Linked DNA regions of Anas platyrhynchos: region 2 is linked to region 1. The links are chromatin contacts, called in public Hi-C maps. All regions are on one chromosome and are shown on one strand. The core of a region is the stretch at or near the end of the contact, and the rest is flanking DNA. Distances in the headings are between cores, read along the strand shown. Region 1 overlaps DLL1 (delta like canonical Notch ligand 1). Region 2 has its middle 120 kb from the start of DYNLT2.

What was found. A called contact is a pair of places that touch in the nucleus more often than the background predicts.
Region 2: a contact with region 1 is called in a Hi-C map of subcutaneous adipose tissue, with 2.6 times the contacts expected there. The contact joins two enhancer-like sites. A contact is called at or near these places in 2 of 8 Hi-C or Micro-C datasets (liver and subcutaneous adipose tissue).

The regions. Positions count from the first base shown.
Region 1 is chr3:45,438,259-45,442,690 of IASCAAS_PekinDuck_T2T, forward strand. It overlaps DLL1 (delta like canonical Notch ligand 1), which reads left to right. Exons shown (of 12, transcript XM_038176672.2): 3 at 1-185; 4 at 319-379; 5 at 543-800; 6 at 3,192-3,252; 7 at 3,745-3,875; 8 at 4,036-4,205; 9 at 4,344-4,432. Among named protein-coding and RNA genes, the nearest start is that of FAM120B, 3.5 kb to the left of the region's middle. Within about 2 kb of position 2,218, at least 1 of the 8 cell types and tissues checked has an H3K27ac peak or open chromatin away from gene starts, as enhancers often do.
Region 2 is chr3:45,613,138-45,617,768 of IASCAAS_PekinDuck_T2T, forward strand. No RefSeq gene overlaps it. Among named protein-coding and RNA genes, the nearest start is that of DYNLT2, 120 kb to the right of the region's middle. Within about 2 kb of position 1,549, at least 1 of the 8 cell types and tissues checked has an H3K27ac peak or open chromatin away from gene starts, as enhancers often do.

The sequences.
Region 1 (4,432 bases), core at 968-3,467:
AGACCTTCTTCCGCGTCTGCCTCAAGCACTACCAGGCCAGCGTGTCTCCCGAGCCGCCCTGCACCTACGGCAGCGCCATCACCCCCGTGCTCGGCGCCAACTCTTTCAGCGTCCCCGACGGGGCGGGCGGCGCCGACCCCGCCTTCAGCAACCCCATCCGCTTCCCCTTCGGCTTCACCTGGCCCGTAAGTGAGGGGAGGCGAAGGGGGGGTGGCAGGGAGGGCGACCCCGGGGTGGGGGCTGGCGGTGCTGCCCACCCACGGCACCGGCTGTGCTCACGCCGCCGCGGCGGGTTGTCTCTGCTCCTTGTCTCCGCAGGGCACCTTCTCGCTCATCATCGAGGCTCTCCACACGGACTCGCCCGACGACCTCACCACAGGTACCTTGTCCCCCACGGACCCTTCCCCAGGGCCACCCCCTCGCCAGGAAGGCACGCAGCCCCCCTCGCCCCATCTCCGCGGTCCCCATCCCACCAGACACCCTCTATGAGCATCCCCCTGCCCGCTGTGGGCACCCTGATCACGCTTCTCCTCTCCCCACAGAAAACCCCGAGCGCCTCATCAGCCGCCTGGCCACCCAGAGGCACTTGGCGGTGGGCGAGGAGTGGTCCCAGGACCTGCACAGCAGCGGCCGCACCGACCTCAAGTACTCGTATCGCTTCGTCTGCGACGAGCACTACTACGGGGAAGGCTGCTCCGTCTTCTGCCGCCCCCGGGACGATGCCTTCGGTCACTTCACTTGCGGAGAGCGTGGCGAGAAAGTCTGCAACCCGGGCTGGAAGGGCCAGTACTGCACTGAGCGTGAGTGTCCACCTTCGTGTCTCCCCGTGAGCTCTCTGGGAGGTGTTTCCCTGACATCAGGCCCCATGGGAGAGGGGGAACCGGGCTGGAGTGCATGGAGGGCTGGTGCTGTGTGCAGGCTTTACTGGTGTGGGGGACAGGGGGTCCTCAGGCTTACCACAGAAAGTTAGCTCAGGCAGCTCCACCTCGAGCTCATAAAATGTCAGTGCCAACACCACACTCTTGCTCATTCACTGTAGTTGTCAAATCTGGTGGCAGAATGCTCAGCAGTTGCTTGAAGATGTGTTTAAATGCATCAGGAGTCCCTTTTACACCTAGCCACCCCTTCAACCTCGGTACACTGATACCATCATTATGGGGTACGGGGCTCCAGGAAAGGAAGCTAGGCCTCGGCAACATCTGTGTGGAAGGCCTAAAGGTAGGCTTGTAGCTGTCTGCTGTCTTGCCACCTTGCACTGAAAAAAGTAGTGGGAGAGCAGAGAGATGCCCTGTGGCCTGTAGGATTTCTCATTTGGTGTACTCACACGCTGACAGAGCCACTGACAGAGGCTTTTCACCTGGAGCCACAGGTCAGCTTCCTCCCCATCGCTCTCCTGTGACATTGCCATGTTCATTGCTACTGACAGAACAGGACAAGGGACACGAGTTTTAAAGTGAGCCTGATCCTGAAACTGTTCAGGAATGCAGTGTACTGATACAGCAGGAAAAGCTGGGCTAGTGAGTAGATGACAGAGAGGACAGATAGCCAGAGATGTCAGGTACCACCGGTTTTTATGAGGTTACCCCCCTTCGCAGACACATAGCAGCATACAGGCAAACATACAGACACAGAGCTCCTGCTGCGGTGTGTGATGGCATTCTCTGTTTGTGTGCACACATATGTCTGAAGTACACTGGCAGATGATGCACTGAGTGCTCCCCTGCAGCCATCAGAGGGCCAGGTGGGCTGAGAGAAAGCAGCTATAGTCTGTAAAGCAGCCTCTCTGTTTTCTGTATTTTTTTTTTAAGCCCACCTATACTGTGGTCTCAGCTGAGCTGCTATCGAGTGATCTCAGATTGGTTATTCACACTGTCAGTGGCTGCTGAGATGCTTTTAGCAGTTCATGGCACGATGTTGCACAACAAACAGCAGGCAAAGGGGCTTGCATTTCCTTTGATAGCGTTTTAAATAGGATCTACAACCTTTCCCATGATCAAAAGTGCCTATCCCGGTTATGTCAAGGGGTGGGGAAAAAGGAAGCATTTTGATAATGAGCTCTTTTGGGGCTGTCAGCACTTTCGGATGCCTGTGCACTGCCGCTCTTCCCCCAGCAAAGCAGAACGCTGTCCATCTTTCTCGACTCGTTGTGCTGTGCGTGCTGCTCTGCTTTCCATCTCAGAAAACACAGCACAGCAGCAGCGCAAACCCGCTAGGCGCTGGAGCTGTGTTTATGTGTGCATGCGAAAAGAATGTTTTCCTGTTAGCAAGCCGAGCTCCCAGTGGCAGATTGCTTCCCGTCTACTTGCCCTCGGCTCCATTCTTTCCAACTTTGAGGCGATCCGATTATCAGCACTGATTCTTTCTCCCCTCCACCCCCCTTCCCCTCGCATGCCATTGTCTCCGGCTGGCTTTGTTGAATTAAAACTTTGCAGTGCCTGCTTAATGAGTTCCATAACCAGGCGAAGTAATGAGCAGAAGTCCCTTTTCCCCTCCCCTCATCCTCCCTCCCGCTGGCCCGCTTACCTCTTTACCATGCCCGGACCCACCCGCCCCTGCTCCGAGCGGGGCGGGGAGGGGGGGGAGGAGGGAGGAAGAACTTTAGACTTATTTATTTGAATAAGAAAAAAAGTTTTTGCAGCGAAATCACGCGCGTGCCATAGATTAGCTGTGGGCAGGGATAGGCTGCCCGGCTGCCGGCACCGGCCCCATTGGCTCCAGGGCCGGGGGTATTGTTGCAGTGGGGCAGCTGCTGGGAGAGAATAGACAATAGAGCAGCTGTCTTGCACTGGCACCCTGCACACCAGCTGTCCACTCTTATCTGCACACACACTTTCGGGGGATATTAAGAGGTGGAGCTGTGTGCATAGAATTGGAAAAAAGGACTTCTGACCCTCGCTGGGAAGGGAAGGGGGGCGAGGGGCTGCGGGGAAGGCAGCAATTGTGAGCCCTCTTTTGTCTGTGTGCAACTGTATTAAGAAGAATGCTCATCCCTGGCGATAAGTAAAGTGCCCAGCTACCAGGCGAGATCAATACTCCTGCAGGCTCCAGAGATTAACTCAGCTGCTATTAACTGCCCGGACCTAGCAAAAGGGGCTGGCTCCCCACCCACAAGGTGCTCTCAGGAGGGGACTTTGAAAAGGGAGGCGTTCGGCCCTGGAGCTTATGCCTCTCCCTTCTTGGTCTGTTTACAGCGATTTGTTTGCCTGGATGTGACGAGCAGCATGGCTTTTGCGACAAACCTGGGGAATGCAAGTAAGTTTTCCACTCCACCCCCCCCCCCCTTCTTTGTCTTTAACTTCAATGCTCTGGTGCTAAACAAGCCACCGGTCCTTCGAGGGGCAGTTTAAATGCCTTTCTTCATATTAGATGGTAATTCGAGAAATCCAGGTGATGCCAGATCAAAGTATTAATCCACAAGTCAAACATCAGTGCCATTTATATTAACCTAACAAGTTTACAGTGCTGTGTGTAAGGTTTAGCTGTTTGTTATTAGAGTAAACAAATTAACTACCTGCAACTGGGGCTCTGTCTGAGGAAGTGGAAGAAATAGCTGGGACTGATGAAAGCTGATGCTACGGTTGGACTCGGTGACTTTCTCAGATGAAGGATCACTGAAGGCTTTTAGGAAACTTGATCCTTGGCATCAGTGTGTTTGCAGAGTTTGCGATAGGGTTTCCAAATGTGAGAAGTCTAAATCTGACGAGACTTTGTTGTCAACTTTTTTTTTTTTTTTTTTTTTTTCAGATGCAGAGTGGGTTGGCAGGGGCGATATTGTGATGAGTGCATCCGATACCCAGGCTGCCTTCATGGTACCTGTCAGCAGCCGTGGCAGTGCAACTGCCAGGAAGGCTGGGGTGGCCTTTTCTGCAACCAGGGTAAGTTCTCAGTCCTTGCCTGAGGACCTGTCTTAAAATGCAGAAAGCAGGCTGCTATTTCCAGCTCATCTGTGCTAGCCTAACCTTGCAAAGGAGCAAGTATCTTGACAGATTTCTCTCTCTTTTTTTTTTTTCTTTTTTTTTTTCCAATGTTTTACAGACCTGAACTACTGCACCCACCACAAGCCATGCAAGAATGGTGCCACATGCACGAACACTGGTCAGGGGAGCTACACTTGTTCTTGCCGGCCTGGGTACACAGGCTCCAACTGCGAGATTGAAATCAATGAATGTGATGCCAACCCTTGCAAGAACGGTGGAAGCTGCACTGTAAGTCTCAGTCACTTGTGCTCTATGAAACCCCAAGGGGCGAGTTAATGTCAGTTCTACTGATTTTCAGAATCCATTTCTGGATCTCACAGCAACTTCAGGTAAATATTTTGAACATTTCTCATGTCTTTCCCCCAGGATCTCGAGAACAGCTATTCTTGTACCTGCCCACCGGGCTTCTATGGTAAAAACTGCGAGCTGAGTGCCATGACCTGTGCTGATGGACC
Region 2 (4,631 bases), core at 299-2,798, 170 kb after region 1:
CACAGCCATTTTTTTTTCTTCCAAAAAAGGACAAAGAAATATCTCTGTTCTACCTATGGTTAGAAATGACACTCTTTCAAGACTTGCTGCATGTACAAGATGAAATACACTGTACTACTACGTACACATTTCTTGGTTCCTATGGACTGACAATCCTACAGAAGATGTTATTTCATCAGGGTAAGGACACAGTTATTTCTTCAGAAAAACTGTAGATTGCCATTTCCTGATGGAAAAAGACAACCCAAAACCACCTCTGCCAAAAATTTCCCAACAAGCTCCAGGTGGGAACTTTGTGGGGAGGAGCCAGGCATTTTAGCAGGTTTATATGGAAAGTTTGGAAGAGTTTCCTCAAGATAAGGCTTTTTGGGGGGAGACAGAGCAAATACAGAGGAAGTGATTCCTGTTCACACATTGCACTGAAAGGCAGATGCCCTTCCCAGTCCCAAGTTACCCAAAGATCTTTGTTAAATTAAGTACTTTCTCATCTGCATCCATATGCCAGTGACAGGACTAATAAGGAGCAATGAACATCATCGTGAGAGCTGACAAGTACTTAAGCAGGAGTGGAGTTAGATAATGAGATTTTTTCTCAGGTGTTTTCACTCCCCTAAGGGAGTCTCAGGGGAAATTTTGAATGAATTAATGTGAAAAAGGCAGAGCTACGTTTTGAAATTTCAGATTTCCAGGAATATTTTTCACATCGCAGTGTCAGCTTCCCCTTCCTCCTCAAAATATGCCAGATTGCTGGCTTTTTACCAGAAACAAGCAATAGAAATAATAATAATAAAAAATCCCTAAGCAACTTCACCTCTTCCCTTGTCCCCCTAGCTGACACTGTATCTGAAAAATAGCGCAACGTTCACATTGAAGCCTTTGAGTTTGCACAATCACTTCCCCTTATGGAGATGTCATCTTATGGTGTTGACCCCTTTCACAGCAGCTGGAAATTCCCCTTGTGCAGATACCTGTACAACCCCTTCACTGCAACCCTGCCAACTGAGACAAGCTGAATTTGTTTTGCAAATCATCATTCTCATTGCTAACGAGAACAATATAAAGAGTCCAGAAGAGTGAAAGTTAAGAAAGTCCCTCTGAATTTACTTCCTTGAGTGTCCCTTACAACATGCTGTATGAGAAAGGGTGATCTCTAAAGCAAGTGTAATATCTTGCTGAAGTTCCTTGTCTGAGCGGCACAACTTACAGATGGGCATTCCATTAACTGTTTTGGGGCAATACTTGAAACGGTGCCTAAAATGGTTCCTCAAAGGCCTAGAAGAACATTTGTCTTTAAATATCTGACAGACTTACAGGTACTGATTGAACATTGGTGCAAAGCTAAGTTATGTTGGCTGAAGTCAGCGGTCTAGCACTAATATGATGATATGAATTTTAAAGCCACGAGCTGACAGAATATTTCTAACACCGGAGAGAGTTTTCTGCTCCAAGATTGACTTTACTGTTCACTAAGCTTCTCTATACATCCACAGGATCAAGAATCCCCATGCCTTTTATGTAACTTTAACCACAGATGACTCAAACTTGACATTTGGGGGTGGTATTTTTTTCTCCATGTAGACACAGACTGAGCTCTGTGTGTTGGTCTTTCTGCTGCTCAGTAGCAACATCTGCTGGCTATTGAGGACCGGCTGTATTTTGAAGGAAGTCCAGTAAAACACATCTGGCTGGAGAACAGTTGAACATGCTTGTCTACACAGAGATCTTGAACAACATGTTGTTGAGAGAAAATTAGGTGCTAGAAGTAATTATGGACCACATGTTGGTTGACCTGGGGTAGACCACTTTGGAGTACAAAGGAGTTCAAGACTACTGAATTTGTGGTCCTCCTCTGGCTGAGACCACAAGGAGAATAAAACATTCACCATCATTTGTTCTTCACAGCTACATCCCTTGGTGGAGTGAGAGCTTGCAACTGTGACAAACTGCTAAAAGTGAAGTAGTTTAATTCTAGAGAGAAGGGTTTGTGAGGCAGAGGGGAAGCTCTGTCTGTGTTTTTAGCTTCTAGGACTGACTTCCTCATATTCTAGCCCTATGAAAGTAGGTTATTCCAGGATAAATGGTACATTGCATTGCCACCCTCTTATTTGAACAGATTTTCTTGCACTCACGTCTCAGCAATGACACAACAAATGTGATACAACTGCCCAGGCTCTGTCACCACAATAGTTATGTCCCTCTGGCTTATGACTCCATCGTTTTAAGAAACCCTTTTAATTTCAAGTGTTTTTTGCCTCTAAAATGGCAACAGAGGGAAGCATACTGATGTCCTTACAGAAAACAGAAAAGACACAGAAAAACTAAACTGAGGATTCATGTTGAAACATTATAGAACATCTGGAGGTGTTCAAGATAAAAATGAATATTTAAGGCTTCATTGCAGCTATGATGTTGGCAATCTTATATCATGTGTATAAGGCAATCTTAGATCTTGTTAAGTCAAAAGATGTTGACTGTCACTGTTAGTAGGACACAGTAGTACCTATTCTGGTATTACATGGGCCAGTGGAAGAAGCAAGAACTGCCTTTCTTAGGAAGCTGAAACAGTTACAAATACCATCTTTCATACATGAAAATAAGAGACACCATCATGAAAAACAAAGGCAATCTTTTCAGTGACATTTTAATAAATACTATGCTGCTCAGTATGGTTTGCATTAGTCTTTCAAAAGGTTCTGGAGCTGTTGAATCCAAAATATTTATAGAAGAATATATATATTTTTTTAATTTATTTAAAATGGTGATTTTCTTACATTTATATGTTAAGAGAGAATTTTGGAGTTCAAATGAATTCTTGTTGTGCACAGTTGAAGTTCAACATGTAGCTAAACCTCAGCAAAATCAATGTTTCGCAGGTTACTGTAACATATCTAAAACTTGTTTACACAAGGGAAATATTTCATTGCTGCTTTTGAGGTAAGAATAATTACAATAAATAGCACAGAATTAAGGAAGCTGAGTTAAAGAGAATTTGAAGACAAAAATACATGTATTGGATTATTTTCTAACATTTTTCCTCTGAACTGTGCACACACATTTTGCTAAATCCTCAGTATGCAGTATTTCCTCAGATCCAAATAAACCCCACTGCATTCTGCAATTCTCAGCTTTCTAACACTGTTTAAAATAGTCTGAAATGCTGGCATTCTTTCAAAGAAAAAAAAATTGAATCAAGGTAAGACCATTTTGTCTGTTGAAATTGAAAGGTCAAATCAGACTGGTTGTGACTGAGTAAAGTCCCTTTCCTGTTCTGCTCTGGCGTTGCATTTTTTTTAGGAGAGAATTACATTAATGACCACAGACATTGCCAGCAATGCTTGTTTGTAACTTGTCTTTTGATGAAAGCAGTATATTATAAACAGCTTCACAGTTTGTTCTAATTTAAGAATTTATTAAAAAAATAAACTTTAGCATAGTGTAGAAGATCCCTACAGATCATTCAGTCATTCTTTATAATATTCATTGTATATTATCCTTATAGAGCTTAAAATTTCCAACTGGAGAGTCTACTGTAAAAAAACAACTTTTAATAGTTTGACAATATGTTAGGATTCTTTCACTATACAGCTAAGCATCTTAGACTTGAGGGACTCAGAACTTAAATGAATTCAAGATGGACAAAATGAAATGTCCCATATAATTGTGATTTTTTCTAGCAGAATAAGAAAACTAAAATAACTGTTAATGACTAAAAAAATCAAGTGATGCATTATCTTTTGCTTTTTTAAAAAATATATTTTTGTTTTATTTTATCAGCTACAAGCTGAATGATTAGGTGTACTGAGATACTTGGGATTTTATTTGGGAACAAATTTCCATCATTTTTTTTTTTTTTCATTAATACAGCCCTGAAGTCTGCCTCAACTTCTCAGCTGAAGATGCTAAGCTGTGTATAACAAATATCAAATAACATTAATATAAAAACAAACAAACAAACAAACAAACGAAAAAAAAAAACAGAGGAAAAAAATACAGTCTTGTAACCAAGTCCATAATTGCTTTCTCAGTGAAAGAGAAACTAACGTATTGTTGGTGACACAAAATAATCTATATTGTATAGATTTGCCAAGATGTGTCATTTAACCGTGGATCAAACTTGGAAACCAACGATATTTAATTTCCTGTCATTAAAGGTCTGCACAACAGACACGTGTAAACCAGAAGTGATATAGTTCTGCAGCTTTTGCAGCTTCTGCCTAGGTTTTTATTTATTTCAATCTTACTTACAACCTGATGCTATTTTAAGAGTTTTGCTCTTAGAAATAAAATTAAAATTGTTATTTGGGTCTTCTTCTTAATAGTCCACCTCAAGAAAATGGCAAATTCTACACAAACTTCAGCAAACTTTGTGGCAAATATTGCTGACATGAAATGTAAATTTGTTGCTTATCCTAGAGTGGATCCCTGCTGGATCTTGGTTTCCTAAAATTGTAGTTCTTGAAGAGATATACCTAACCACTGAAAATATAGAATTAATACATAAATTCAAGCTATGATCATGATTTTCATCTGTCCTGTCCCCACCTCTAGTTGCCCATAGATATAATTTGAAATTTTGGTAGCATCTAGCCCGAGGTGAGCATAAAAAATAAAATCACCTTTTGACATAAAAA